Linked DNA regions of Zea mays: region 1 is linked to region 2. The links are chromatin contacts, called in public Hi-C maps. All regions are on one chromosome and are shown on one strand. The core of a region is the stretch at or near the end of the contact, and the rest is flanking DNA. Distances in the headings are between cores, read along the strand shown. Region 1 holds the start of LOC100274910. Region 2 holds the start of LOC103649841.

What was found. Hi-C and Micro-C count contacts between places; a contact is called where the count stands out from the background.
Region 1: a Hi-C map of bundle sheath shows a contact between it and region 2, with 2.2 times the contacts expected there. The contact joins the promoter of LOC100274910 here to the promoter of LOC103649841 in region 2. A contact is called at or near these places in 3 of 25 Hi-C or Micro-C datasets (bundle sheath, leaf and tassel).

What each region holds. Positions count from the first base shown.
Region 1 is chr3:22,996,827-23,003,137 of Zm-B73-REFERENCE-NAM-5.0, forward strand. It overlaps LOC100274910, which reads left to right and starts at 3,799. Exons shown (of 1, transcript NM_001149162.2): 1 at 3,799-4,795. The coding sequence starts at 3,936. The coding sequence ends at 4,388.
Region 2 is chr3:22,454,945-22,461,549 of Zm-B73-REFERENCE-NAM-5.0, forward strand. It overlaps LOC103649841, which reads right to left and starts at 1,458. Exons shown (of 2, transcript NM_001323508.1): 1 at 1,242-1,458; 2 at 1-1,072. The coding sequence starts at 858.

The DNA.
Region 1 (6,311 bases), core at 2,549-5,048, 540 kb after region 2:
CCAAGGTCTTGAGCCGGTTGTACATGTGTTGTGGCTCTTCCCCTTTGAGAAGCCGGAACCGACCGAGCTCCCCCTCGATCGTTTCCCTCTTGGTGATCTTGGTGAGCTCATCTCCCTCGTGCGCGGTTTTGAGCACATCCCAAACCTCTTTGGCGCTCTTCAACCCTTGTACCTTGTTATACTCCTCTCTACTTAGAGAGGCGAGGAGTATCGTTGTTGCTTGAGAGTTGAAGTGCTCGATTTGGGCCACCTCATCCTCATCGTAATCCTTATCCCCTATAGATGGTACCTGTGCACCAAACTCAACAACATCCCATATACTTTTGTGGAGTGAAGTTAGATGAAATCGCATTAAATCACTCCACCTAGCATAATCTTCACCATCAAAAGTTGGTGGCTTGCCTAATGGGACGGAAAGTAAATGTTTAGACGTACGAGAGTAGTGCAAGGGGATCTTACTAAACTTCTTACGCTCTTGGCGTTTAGAAGTTACGGAGGGCGCATCGGAGTCGGAGGTCGATGTTGATGAAGTGTCGGTCTCGTAGTAGACCACTTTCCTCATCCTCTTTTCCTTGTTCTTACTCCGGTGCGGTTTGTGGGAAGAAGATTTTTCCTTCTTCTCTTTGTGGTGAGAAGAGGATTTCTTCTCCTTCCCTTTGTTGGAGGAGCTCTTCTTCTTCTCCCTCCTTTTGGTGCGGGACTCTTCCGATGAAGTGCTCCCTTGGCTTGTAGTGGGCTTTTCGCCGGTCTCCATCTCCTTCTTGGCGTGATCTCCCGACATCACTTCGAGCGGTTAAGCTCTAATGAAGCACCGGGCTCTGATACCAATTGAAAGTCGCCTAGAGGGGGGGTGAATAGGGCGAAACTGAAATTTACAAATATAAACACAACTACAAGCCGGGTTAGCGTTAGTAATAAAGAAACGAGTCCGCGAGAGAGGGTGAAAAACAAATCCCAAGCGAATAAGCAAGTGAGGCACGGAGATTTGTTTTACCGAGGTTCGGTTCTCTCAAACCTACTCCCCGTTGAGGAGGCCACAAAGGCCGGGTCTCTTTCAACCCTTCCCTCTCTCAAACGATCCCTCGGATCGAGTGAGCTTTCTTTTCTCAATCACTTGGAACACAAAGTTCCTACAAGGATCACCACAAGATTGGTGTCTCTTGCCTCAATTACAAGTGAGTTTGATTGCGATGAAAGGATCAAGAAAGCACGATTAAAAAGCCAAGCGACAAGAGCGACAAGTAACACACGGATCACTTCCTCTCTCAAGTCACTAATCACTAATGATCTCTTTTCTCAATTGTGAAACTTGGAGAGGTGGAGGCTTTGAATGTGTCTTTGAATGGAGTGCTAGCTCTTGTATTGAATGTTGAAGGTTGGAATGCTTGGATGATTTGAATGGAGGTGGTTGGGGTGGTATTTATAGCCACCAACCACTTCCTAGCCGTTGGGCCTTTCTGCTGAGCGCGGACGGTCCGCCCTCCTGGTGCGGACGGTCCGCCCCTGTAGATCAACGGCTGAAAATGCAACGGTCAGCAGTAACGGCTATATCAACGGCTATATTGCATTTAATGCGTCGTCAGATGTCAGACAGAGCCAGTCGCGGACGGTCCGGTCGTGCACCCCGGACGGTCCGCGAGGCCCTCTATAATTCATTTCTCCGAACCCGTCACCTTCGGGTTTTTCGGTTTCTTACCGACCGGACGGTCCGCGCCTGAGGCCGGACGGTCCGCGCGAGGGCTCGGACGGTCTTTGCTTTTCCTACGGACAGTCTGTAGTGGAAACTTGTGTTTTTGTATTGGTTCTGTCCGAGGGTCATCCTTGTGTCGCGGACGGTCCGCCGCAAAGGCCCGGACGGTCCGCGCTTGGCCTGTTTTTCCAAAAAGCTTCTCCTGTCCGGAATAATCTACGGTATTCCGGTCAGTCGAATTAGTATAGTTGTAGATGAACCTTTGGCACCTGTAGAACATACAATCTAGAGCAAACTAGTTAGTCCAATTATTTGTGTTGGGCAATTCAACCACCAAAATAATTTAGGAACTAGGTGTAAGCCTAATTCCCTTTCACCATGAGTGCGTCGTAGGGCAAGTGACGTGCAGGCCATTAATGTGTCGCGGTCCCGGGAGCTCGTAGGTCATGAATGTGTATTTGACCCGAGGGGTTATGAGTGGGAAGTGGATCGGCGCCCGCGCTATGGCTCAGTGCCAAGCATGGTTAAATGTGGTCGGCTATTTATGATAGGCCAGTCTAAGGCCAGACGCGTGATCCACTCGAGTGATTCCCTTTCGACAAGCTCGTCCCCTCCCATCTAGTTCCGTCACGCCCGACCTTGGGCTCGATGGCGCGAGGTTCGACCGGGGGTGGACTCTTTCAGGGTTGACGTATCCACCTCTCTCAACTGACCAACGACCCCAACGATCAAGGGCTCTTTCCTCATTGCACTATCTAACTGGCAGGTCCTAGAGACCAGGGATCATTTCCTCGATAAGTGTAATCCCCGAGTCAATTACCAATGGAAGTCCTTTATCTTAGCTACGTTCCGTTTTAGCACTTTGATAATTGTGAAGTCAATGAATATGTTGGTGTCTTCGACATCTGTTTCTTGTAAGTCTAATACCCTTTATGTTATTATTAGAGCATTGTGCAATGGTATTTTATCTATGTAATCGTTGTGTATGTGAGTTCTTATCCTTCCACGTACATAGTTCACATTCGGTTTGACTTCTGAAACCGGGTGTGACACACAAGCTATATGCTAGTGAGGGCAAGGGGGAGGGAAGGGTTGAAAGATAAGGGATAATGCAAATAATATTGTCCATTGGATTTATGTGAGTAAGGGAGAGTGAGTTATCCAACGATCTGAACCATTGGTTTTGATGGTCTGTTAAGCCTAAGTGCAATTTATTTGGTGGATTTAACCATGCACGAGTATAGGGACGTGCTCACGCACATAGCCATGGTGTTGACCATGGAGGCGGAGCGACTAGACGTGCCCTTCTAGTTTAACCTAGTCGTATCCCGGTTGGAGGCGCTGGACATGGAGTAGCTCCAAGTGAAGACATGTGAGGTGCGGGCCATGAGCTTATGACCTCCAGTCTATAGCTGCACTACCTCCTAGCCTCCCCTGACGACTCTGGCAAGGATGGCTGCCACCAACAGAGCAACGACATCGACAGTTATCAACGACACCTGAGCCTAGAGACCAGTGTGTCCCGTCGATGTCGTGCGCGGACACGTTCCTATGTGCGATGTGGGGCCTATCACCCAAAGTGGTGGTGGTGGTTACAAAATAGAGTCGTGGCACAACGTCGCGACGATGATGAAGCGGTTCGTGGAGGCGCTAAACTACTACGTGCATCGTCTGGTGGTGCAAACCTTTAGGGCTTGTTTGGGACAAAGGGTAATGGAGGGAATTGAGGGGGCTATAATCCCTCACTATTCAAAATTAAGTAGTGAGGGATTTTAGCCCCCTCAATCCACTCCATTACCTTTGATCCCAAACAAACCCTTAATGGACTAATAGATACTCCCTCCGTTTCTTTTTATTTGTCGCTGGATAGTGCAAAATTGCACTATGCAGCGACAAATAAAAAGAAACGGAGGGAGTATCTTTAATGGGGTAATTTCTTCATGCTACCCATCTCCAATTCTCACTTATGCTACCTCTGTCGACAACTATTCTTTTTTAGACCGTAGTGTTAGCTAGAACTATATAACAGTGTGCATAAACAATTGGCCCATCGTATAAAAAGAAGACCACTCCATCGCCCGGAGAAGTTTCAAAGAAAAAGAACATATTTCCGCATAATTGCTCTTTCCGCCTTATAAACCAGCGGTCCTTTTTCTTTTCTTCGAAAACACTCCTCTAAGCCACCAAACACTTGCTATGCCCGCTCCTCCCCGCGCACTGCTCAGCACGCCGTGCCCGTGAGACCATGGACGCGAGCGCGGCCACCGCCAGGCGCAAGCGCAAGCGCCCCGACGCCGACATCACCGGCGACGCCGACGCCGCCGCCGCCGCTGCCGCTGCCGCCGCCCCGGTCGCCGTCGACGAGGCCTCGGACGCCGAGGTCGAGGAGTTCTACGCCATCCTGCGGCGCATCCGCGACGCCTCCCGCCGGCTGTGCGGCGCCGGCGCCCGGCCCGCCCCGCGCGCGCCGGCGTGGCGGCCCAGCTTCTCCTGGGAGGACTTCGCGACCCCGGCCCCTGGCGCGCCGGCGCCTGAGACCCCGACCCCCACGCAGCAGGAGCCGGCGCAGCCGCGGCCCGACGAGCCTGTAGCCGTCGTCCGCGCTACCGCCCCGTCGCCGCGTGCCGGGCTGGACCTGAACGCGGAGCCGGAGCCGGAGGCGCCGGCCACCCCTCGCTCGGCGCGCGTCCAGGCGTAGCGTAGCGTAGCGCGCGGCGCATCGTCACCTGCCTCCTGCACCGCGCCAGCCAAGGAGAGCCGTAGCGTGGGGCCGTTGGGCGTGCGCGTCAGCTCGGCTGCTGCTGGGAGGTGGCTGGCCCGGTGAGTCGGTGATGTCATGTCAGCCGAGAGCCGACGGTGGTCGCAATCGTCCGCGGGCGGCACAGCACAGCACACACAGTGCGTACCTTCCCCTCGGTGAATTACTGATCCGAATCCCCATCATGTAATCGTAATTTTTTTAGTGGCTCTCTTTGGTGCGCTGCTCCGTGTGGACAGGTGAGACTGGTTCGTTGCTTTGGTTGCAGGAAAATACCTTTTAATCGGAGCAGTTGATGTACCGTCCGAAAAAATGACGTGTTTAACTATTCGTTGCGTTTTATGTATTATTTTTAACCTATGACTGCTAACGATGGCATGTTTATTAGTTTTATGTATACAGTATTATATTAATGATATATACTATTAATATAGCATAGCTTTTGGACTTGAATGGATCTGTCCGTTCGCACACATATTATTGTAGCACATTTCTTCTGTGATGAACAAACTGTAATTCTTTTTCTTACCGATTTGGAAGGTTAATTAATTAGGATAGTGTTTCGTAAAAAAGAAGAGTACCTCTGTTGTCATAGCATCTTCATGAGTACCCAATAAAAATTTGCAGCATATATATTTTTGGACTAAAAAGCATCGTCAACAATTACCAATCCCACCTGCTACTATCTTGTAGCGCTGGAAAAACTCCCCCCCCCCTCCCCCCCCTGATCCGCGGATAATTTTGTGGACTTTTTATTTTGTCGCGCTCGCGCATGCAGTATTTCATTTATTTTTTACTTGGTGAATCGTAACCCGTCGGCCGTCCATGTGTACAAGGCTTACTGTACGAGCTGTTGACTTTGTAGGCACACGTTTTGAGTGCGCCGCTGCCGCCGTTCCATTTCCCTTCACAAAAAAGCAAGTTGATATTGCTACTGATAGGCGAGCCAACTTTGATTGCTAACCATCGGACAGCACCAGGGAAGGACAAATGTATTCCGACGCTGTACGTAAATAATTGAGAAAGAACCATTCATTACCTTGGTTGTATGGTCAAGTCAAAGCAAGTATATGATGACACATTGTCATCGTGGCCCCGAATACAGTATATAGTAGCTCTTGACCAGACATGGAGCCTAAAGCACGCAATCAGTTGCTTGTTGGAGCGATCGATCTACGTCAAGATTATTGGCAAATCAAGTCTAGAGCCCGACCATCTCGATCTGTGTACGAAGCATCACAGATTCACGACTTCCGTTTCGGTACTACGCGGGTACGTACGCTCTAGGCGTGTGAACCCAGGAGACCGGCCGGGGACCTAGCGCGAGTGGGGGCAGGGCTAGGTTTGAACGCACATGGCGTAGCGTTTAATTAGACGCGCAGTAGAGCAACGGGGAACGGAAGCTCAGTGTGGTCGTGTTCGTGTGGACGGACCGGACCGCGCATGCCATGCACTGCACTGCACAGCGCCAGCTGCGTCGTCTGTGCGCTGTGCTGTGCCTGCGTGCACGCGTCGCACGGTTCGCCCCCGCACGGCACCACCGCACCATGTGCTACCTACTGGTAGCAGAGCAGAAGGCACTAGGCAGATATTGTAGACTTGGATAGCAGTAGACGCAGCAAAAAGGTCGTCGGGCACGCACATGGTGGCCCGGCGCCGGTACCTGTCTGTCTGCTCTAGTGCTTGCTAGTACGTACTGTATGTGGACAGCTGCCATGGCCGACGCCAGCAGGCACACGTCGCCGCGTGACGCCAGGTGCGTGCGTGCGTGCGTGCGCGATGGACATATGTGGTGGACTGGTGGTGGTGGACACACTTGGTTTGGTGCCAAGCGGGGCCGAGACCGTGATGCATGCCTGAGGT
Region 2 (6,605 bases), core at 208-2,707:
CCCGAGCAGGAGGTCATGTTCGTCGTCCAGGCCGAAGTCCGCATCGGAGAGATCCAGAGCGTCCAGCCCGGCGCGGAAGTCCAGCGGGTCGATGTCGGGCAGCTGCAGGCCGCGCAGAAGGTCCTGGTAGAACTCTGGGTCCTCCGGCAGCTGCGCTGAGTCGGTCGACGGCCGGGCGGGCGTCGCCTCTGGGGACTGCGTGTTCCGCGCTTCCTTGCTCGGTTCAAGCACGGACGACGGCGACGGGTGCGCGAATGGAGCGGTCGAGGCGGACGACGAGGAGGAAGCCGTCGGGGTGCTGCCGCTTGCCGGAGTGTCTGCTGAGGACGCGGCCACGGGCAGCCCGCGGCGGCGCCGCTTCTCGTCGGCGAAGCTCCGGGAGGCGGACAGGTAGGCCGCGGAGGCCGCGCCAGCGGTGTCGAAGGTGCCAAGCCACTGCCTCTTGCCGGTGAACGGGTTGCGGATCTCCGCCGCCCACTTGCCCCACTTGCGGAGCCTCACTCCGCGGTAGCGCTCCGGCGCCCCGCCGCTGGTGCACGCGGCGACAGCGGCCGCCGCCGGGAGAACCGGCTTGGCTGGGGCCTTGCCGATGAAGGCCTCAAAAGAGAAGCGCTTGGTCCTTGATGGGGTGCCGCCGGCCTCCTCGTCGTCCGAGTCGGAGTCCGAGTCCGTGGCGTCGGGGTCCTCAAATAGGACACGGACGCGGCGCCTCGGCTGGACCGGCGCCGGCAGCTGCTGCGTCCGGGACTTCAAGAGGGCAGCAGAGGGTTTAAGGCCAAACTCAGACATCTTCTTAGCGTTGGGCTTCTTCGCCAGGGCCTTCTTGAGGAGAACCTGTTGCTGGTTCAACGGAGACATCTCTCTTCTATCTCTTCCGACGGGGAGAACTCCAAAACTTGTCGCCAAAATTGCCAAAAACTATGGGGGAAAACTTCTAAAGAAAAACAAGAAACTCTGGGTGCAAAAAAAATGACGGAGACGAGCGCAAATCGGCCGAATCCGTCAATCTCCTCTACAGAAGCCGCACGGCCTTATGTGGAGGAATCCGGAATACTTCACCCCGAACCCGTCCCTGCCATCACAAGTGATTTTTTTTTTGTCAAAACCCCATGGAAAGAACAGCCAAGAAATCACCAGATCTGGACGAACAGGGCCATAGAACCCGGTCAAAACCACCCAGATCGATGAAAGAATGAACCTTTTGCGGGTGAAATTGAAAGGAAAAGAAAAAAGGCACGGACCTGAGCATCGACGAGGATTTGTTCCAGCCGTTGAGCCCCTTGCGCATAGATCGGCCAGAGCAAGCGAGGGCGCGGAGGATGACGGCGAAGACGGCGATGATGAGCGCTACGACCACCAGATCGGAAAAGGGGCAAGAAGACATATACGAGAGTTGTCTGCTTCTTCTTCTCCGACGCCGGCGCCGTCGTCGTCGCCTCCGGCCTCCCTTACACGCGCTTAAACCCCAACCCAAAGCGGCGAGAGGAGCGAAAGGGGTTGGCCACGCCTCGTCCGACGATATTTAATCCCCTTCCCCATCCACGACGTAGTGCCCGCCGCACCACGCGAGACCTCGCGTCACGCGTCCGGATTCAGCTTCCCACACTGCCATATGGGCCCAAGCTAATCTTGGACCCGTGCGTCATTGAAGATTATCGGCTTAACGGAAAAGGAGGAAAGGACGGCCGCAATTTCCTGGCGCTGAGAACGTACACATGGATCTGCCAATGCTGTGTTGTCAAGCACACAGTGACTTGTGGACCCAAGGTACGGTTGGCCCCACAGTCAGTGTACAACGTGCTGGTTGCCTAGTAGTAAAGAACTATTCCGTGCCATGACCTCATGCATGGTCAGATTTTAACTGACATGTGGGTCCCTGTATTTTTGTCCCCACCCATCATCGAAACGGGGGGTGGAATGAAGTGGCGATTGTGTTTTGCTAGGGCTGTGGGAAACCATTTTTTTTTGCATTTTAATTTTTTACTAAAAGAATATACGTTTGGTTTTATAAAGGATGTAATATGATTCTTTGAATCTTTTTTAGACGCCATAAGTCATGGTACGACGCTGGTGACTTATGGCGGCGACGTAAAGTGTTGGGTGTCTTCTTTTCCGACAAAAGTTTTCAACAAAAACATCTTCGGTAAAATGGTACATAAGTCTACTTTTTTTCTGCCGAAAATTCTCAAGACAGACTTAATGTAGAATCAACATAGTCAAATGTCAAAGCTACCATTTAGTTTCTGTTCAAGTCAAGCAGAAGAAGAAAAGACCAGATAGACCTTGTTAATCTAGGTTGTCTCTAGATGAATGTTGAGGGTCGTGAATGTAATTTCCCCTGGGATGCGTCCCGTGCCTATAAATAGATGAACAATAACACCCTACTGTTCACGCTGAATTGTAATCACTCGCTCGCATCTTCACCTTCGAGCAAGCCGAATGTATCAATATAACGTGAATTTTATTGATATTTATACATGTTTTACGGAGTACAAGTATGAATGTATTAAAGAGTAATCATCAATGTATTTATCTCTTTACATTTTTATTTATTTATGATATGATGAAGGCATGTCCTTCATGGCCTTCGTCCGATGATCATTGAATCCAAGAGGAAACAATGTTTCGGAGGACGAAGGTCTTTAATCCCTAGCGACTGTGTTGCCTTGTTCTTAATTCACAGCATTCGAGAACAAGTGACCAACATTGGTGCCCACCTCCGGAGAACTCACTTCCACGACCACGACAATGGCTTCGCAAGGTGATCAAGTTGTGACACCTTCGGCTACGAAGCTGGTGCTCCCAATCACGGAGGTTCAAGTTCTGAGCCAGCTAACAAGAAGCAGAAGAAGGAAGCACAGAGAATGGTACAACATGTTGGAGTATAAGGACCCTTCATCAAATCCAAATGGTCACACATTACAATCACCTTCTCTCAGGAAGACCTCAGCTCAAAGACTATCCCCATAACGATGCAATGGTCATATCTTGTGTTATCAAAGGGTTTCTGGTTCACAATGTCCTTGTCGATACAGGCAGCGTAGCAGATATCATCTTCGCAAAAGCCTTCAGGCAGATGCAAGAGCAAGATGATAAGATACATGATGCAACACATCCCCTCTGTGGCTTTGGAGGAAGGTAGATAGTGGCACTTGGCAAGATAACAATGCCGATTACCTACGGCTATGTTCACCATACAAGGACAGAGCAAGTCGTCTTTGAGATTGTTGATATGGAGTATCCATATAATGCAATCATTGGGCGAGGAACATTAAACGTCTTCGAAGCAATACTTCATCCATCATATCTATGCATGAAGATACCATCAGACCAAGGCCCCATAGTTGTGCATGGGAGTCAAGAGGCTGCTAGAAGGGCCGAAGGGAACTGGATAGATTCAAAGGCTATTCATAACATAGATGAAGCAGAAGCTCATCAACAGTACAAGCACAAAAGAGATAAAGCTACCTCCGTAGATCAACCGAAGCCCATGCTTTTATGCGAAGATATAGTTGAGCTAAAAGTGCATTCATCCCTTTTGTGAGTTTTGATGATTTGGATAACAACACATTTAAAGGTCTAACGATTTTGCTAAGTGTTGAACAAGAAATTCAGTATGATGAACATACTTGGATAGTGTATAATGATCAGTGAACAAAGGTTCAACACGAGGTTAAATAACCAATTAGACAATGCAAATGGATATAATATGATCTCTATATTGGTCTGAATATATGGACAAGACCTGAGAAATCACTTCATACATATGATCAGAATAGAGGATGAAATGATTAAGAGGATTGGTCAAGCCAAAGTGAATAAGATATGAGGAATCGTGGATTGGCTTGACCATATTACTATCAGTCCATATATGCTTCTATGAGAATCAAACTAGAGTTTGATTAATCTTAACGGTTATATCTAGAAGACATTCAAGCAAGGTTCACAATATTGAAGAAATGATTCTCTCAATGAATGATCAATATGATGTGACTCAAGAATGGCTTGATAGGGTGAAGATAGCAAGGAAAGGGCTTCGAGGAACTAAGCGAAGGTGAAGGCCAAGCGACGGCTTGTGGACCGAGGTACCATGGTGTAACACCCCGGGGTCCACAAACACCCCAGAATGCTACTATACTACACATCTAACATTCGTATATAAAATTTCGACAACATCTCCTTTGAAAATTGCATAAACGGGGAAGAAACAAAGTATAAATAGGTATCATGATAAGAAAACATAATAGACATTAATAGTTTGCTAGCAATGGGAAGACAACCATAACGGCATGAGCTAAATTAACCAGTGCGCACAACTAGTTAGAAACAAACATCCTTTGACAAGAAGCTTCTAATTAAATCATGACTGCGCCTAAGCAGCGTTATTATAAGAGTGAAGGTGGATGTGCTGCTACTTCCCACTTCCCTTGATGAGCAACAAGCACCTGCATTGAGTAATGCAAGAGTGAGATGAAACATCTCAGCAAGCGAATTATTTTGACAAGATATTTAAACCACAAATTGAATTCATCAACATTTTAAAAGAGTCACAATTAAAATCAGAAATACTTGTAGACATAGAACTCAGTAGTCCCACTATAACCAATACCATCTCATTTTCTCGAACAACCACAATAGGTTCTATAACACTTCCCTGCGTCAACAATAATACCTGCAAATATCACTTCAATGTATGCATAGGAATGCAATGTGTAGGTACTCTATCTTCATACCTCTGGGGGTATAAAACCACATCATCTGCAAATATCACTTCAATGAATGCATATGAATGCAATGCATATGTCCTCTGCCTTCATACCTCTAAGGGTATGAAGCCGCATCGTACCCCTCCTCGGGCAACGTACGATGCTAAATTGTACCGGTACGGTCGGACCATAGGTCACGACAAAACTTCAGATGCAAATGAGTCATGCAATGTATATGGCATGCTGCATTTATCAATAAACTTCACTTCCTTCAGATACAATACAAACCTCAAATAATACTTCATTTACCTTCAGATACAATACCAACCTCAAATAATACTTCAATTACCTTCAGGGGTGTGAATTAATCTCATGAGTCATACTCGAATCATAATCGTCATCAATATATGATTGAGCATCAGTATAATGCAAGCAAGTAAAGCATCACCATAGAGTCCAATTATGAAAGAATCCAATAATTCTGAATATTAGAGTGTAGGCAATAGAAATAACAGGTCAGAACGGAAGCAACCACCGCTACATTCACTTGCCTTCATCGAAGAAGAAGAAAATGTACTAGACATGATCTGGAGTGTAGCCACCTGCTAGCGGGCATAAAACTTAGTACAAATATTTCACAAACATTTGCCATCAATCAACAAAACACTCCTACACTTGAAACCAAGACCCAGTGGAAAGACTCCCACCCTGAACCACATGCCATACAGCAGCAACGCTGTTTGTTAATTTTGTATCTTTAAAATTAAAATAGCGGTGATATCAAACAAATACTCTAGGAGTATCTACACAAAATACTCTACAACTTCAGTATTCAATAGATAATTAAATTCTGCCATCTACAAGTTCTAAAACATCTGACAAGATAACTGACTGAATCTGTTTTAGACAGCAGTATGGTTAACTTTAAAATTCGATATCTCCCAAACTACTGAACCAAAAATTATGAAATTCTGCTGGAAGTAAGAACTTTTATCCCTCTACAAAAGTCTCCATAGTTAGAAGAGCCAATTCGGCCATTTACTAGATGAAACCCACCAGTGAACAGACCCACTCACTTTTGTCAGGTAAACAGAAACAGCCACAGTAAAACAAACATAACTGGAGTTTCACAAATCATATGAATGCACTCTTTAACAATCTGGAAAGCTTATGAAATTATCTACAACTTCTTTTACCAACTCACAGTTTAATTCTGTTGATAAAATTGCCTAACTCTTAAGAGAACAGATTCTGCACAGAATTATGAGACTGAAAAACTGCTATAATCAAACTGCCATAACTTTCTGTTCTGATGTCCGATTGAGGTGTTCTTCGCGGCTACGGAAAGATCTACAAATTATCTACGACTCATATATAGACTTTTTATTTTTTTGAGGCCACTAAGACCACGGAAAACTGGCATGAACAGAAACTGTTGAATCTGCCATTCTGCAGAAAACTAAATTCGAGATCAAAACCTAAGCCCACATCAAATCCAACCTCTAATCCTTTAATTCCCATGATCCACAACCGCCAAAAGCATATAATTACAGGGAGGAACAAGGATCTCATCCATACCTAGGGTTTCCCCAAGAAATTCTGCAAGAAGAGATGGGGAAGAACATCTCCTTGATCCTCTCTTCCCCTTCAATTCAACATGCTCCTCCTCTTCTCGATCCTTGCTGCGTGGGGGGGGATCTAGAGGGAGGAGGGAGCCATGGAGAGGGTAGGGGGCGGCTGCCAACAGGGAGGAGAGCAAGAGAGAGAGGGGGCGGCTGCAACCCAATTGGGGAGAAGGTGAGGGGGCGGCTAGGGTTGGGGAGGAGAGGGGGGGCTCCCATCCACCGGATCAAGATCAATGGCCCAAACTCGCTCTCCCCTTTGAGCTCCCAATCCCCA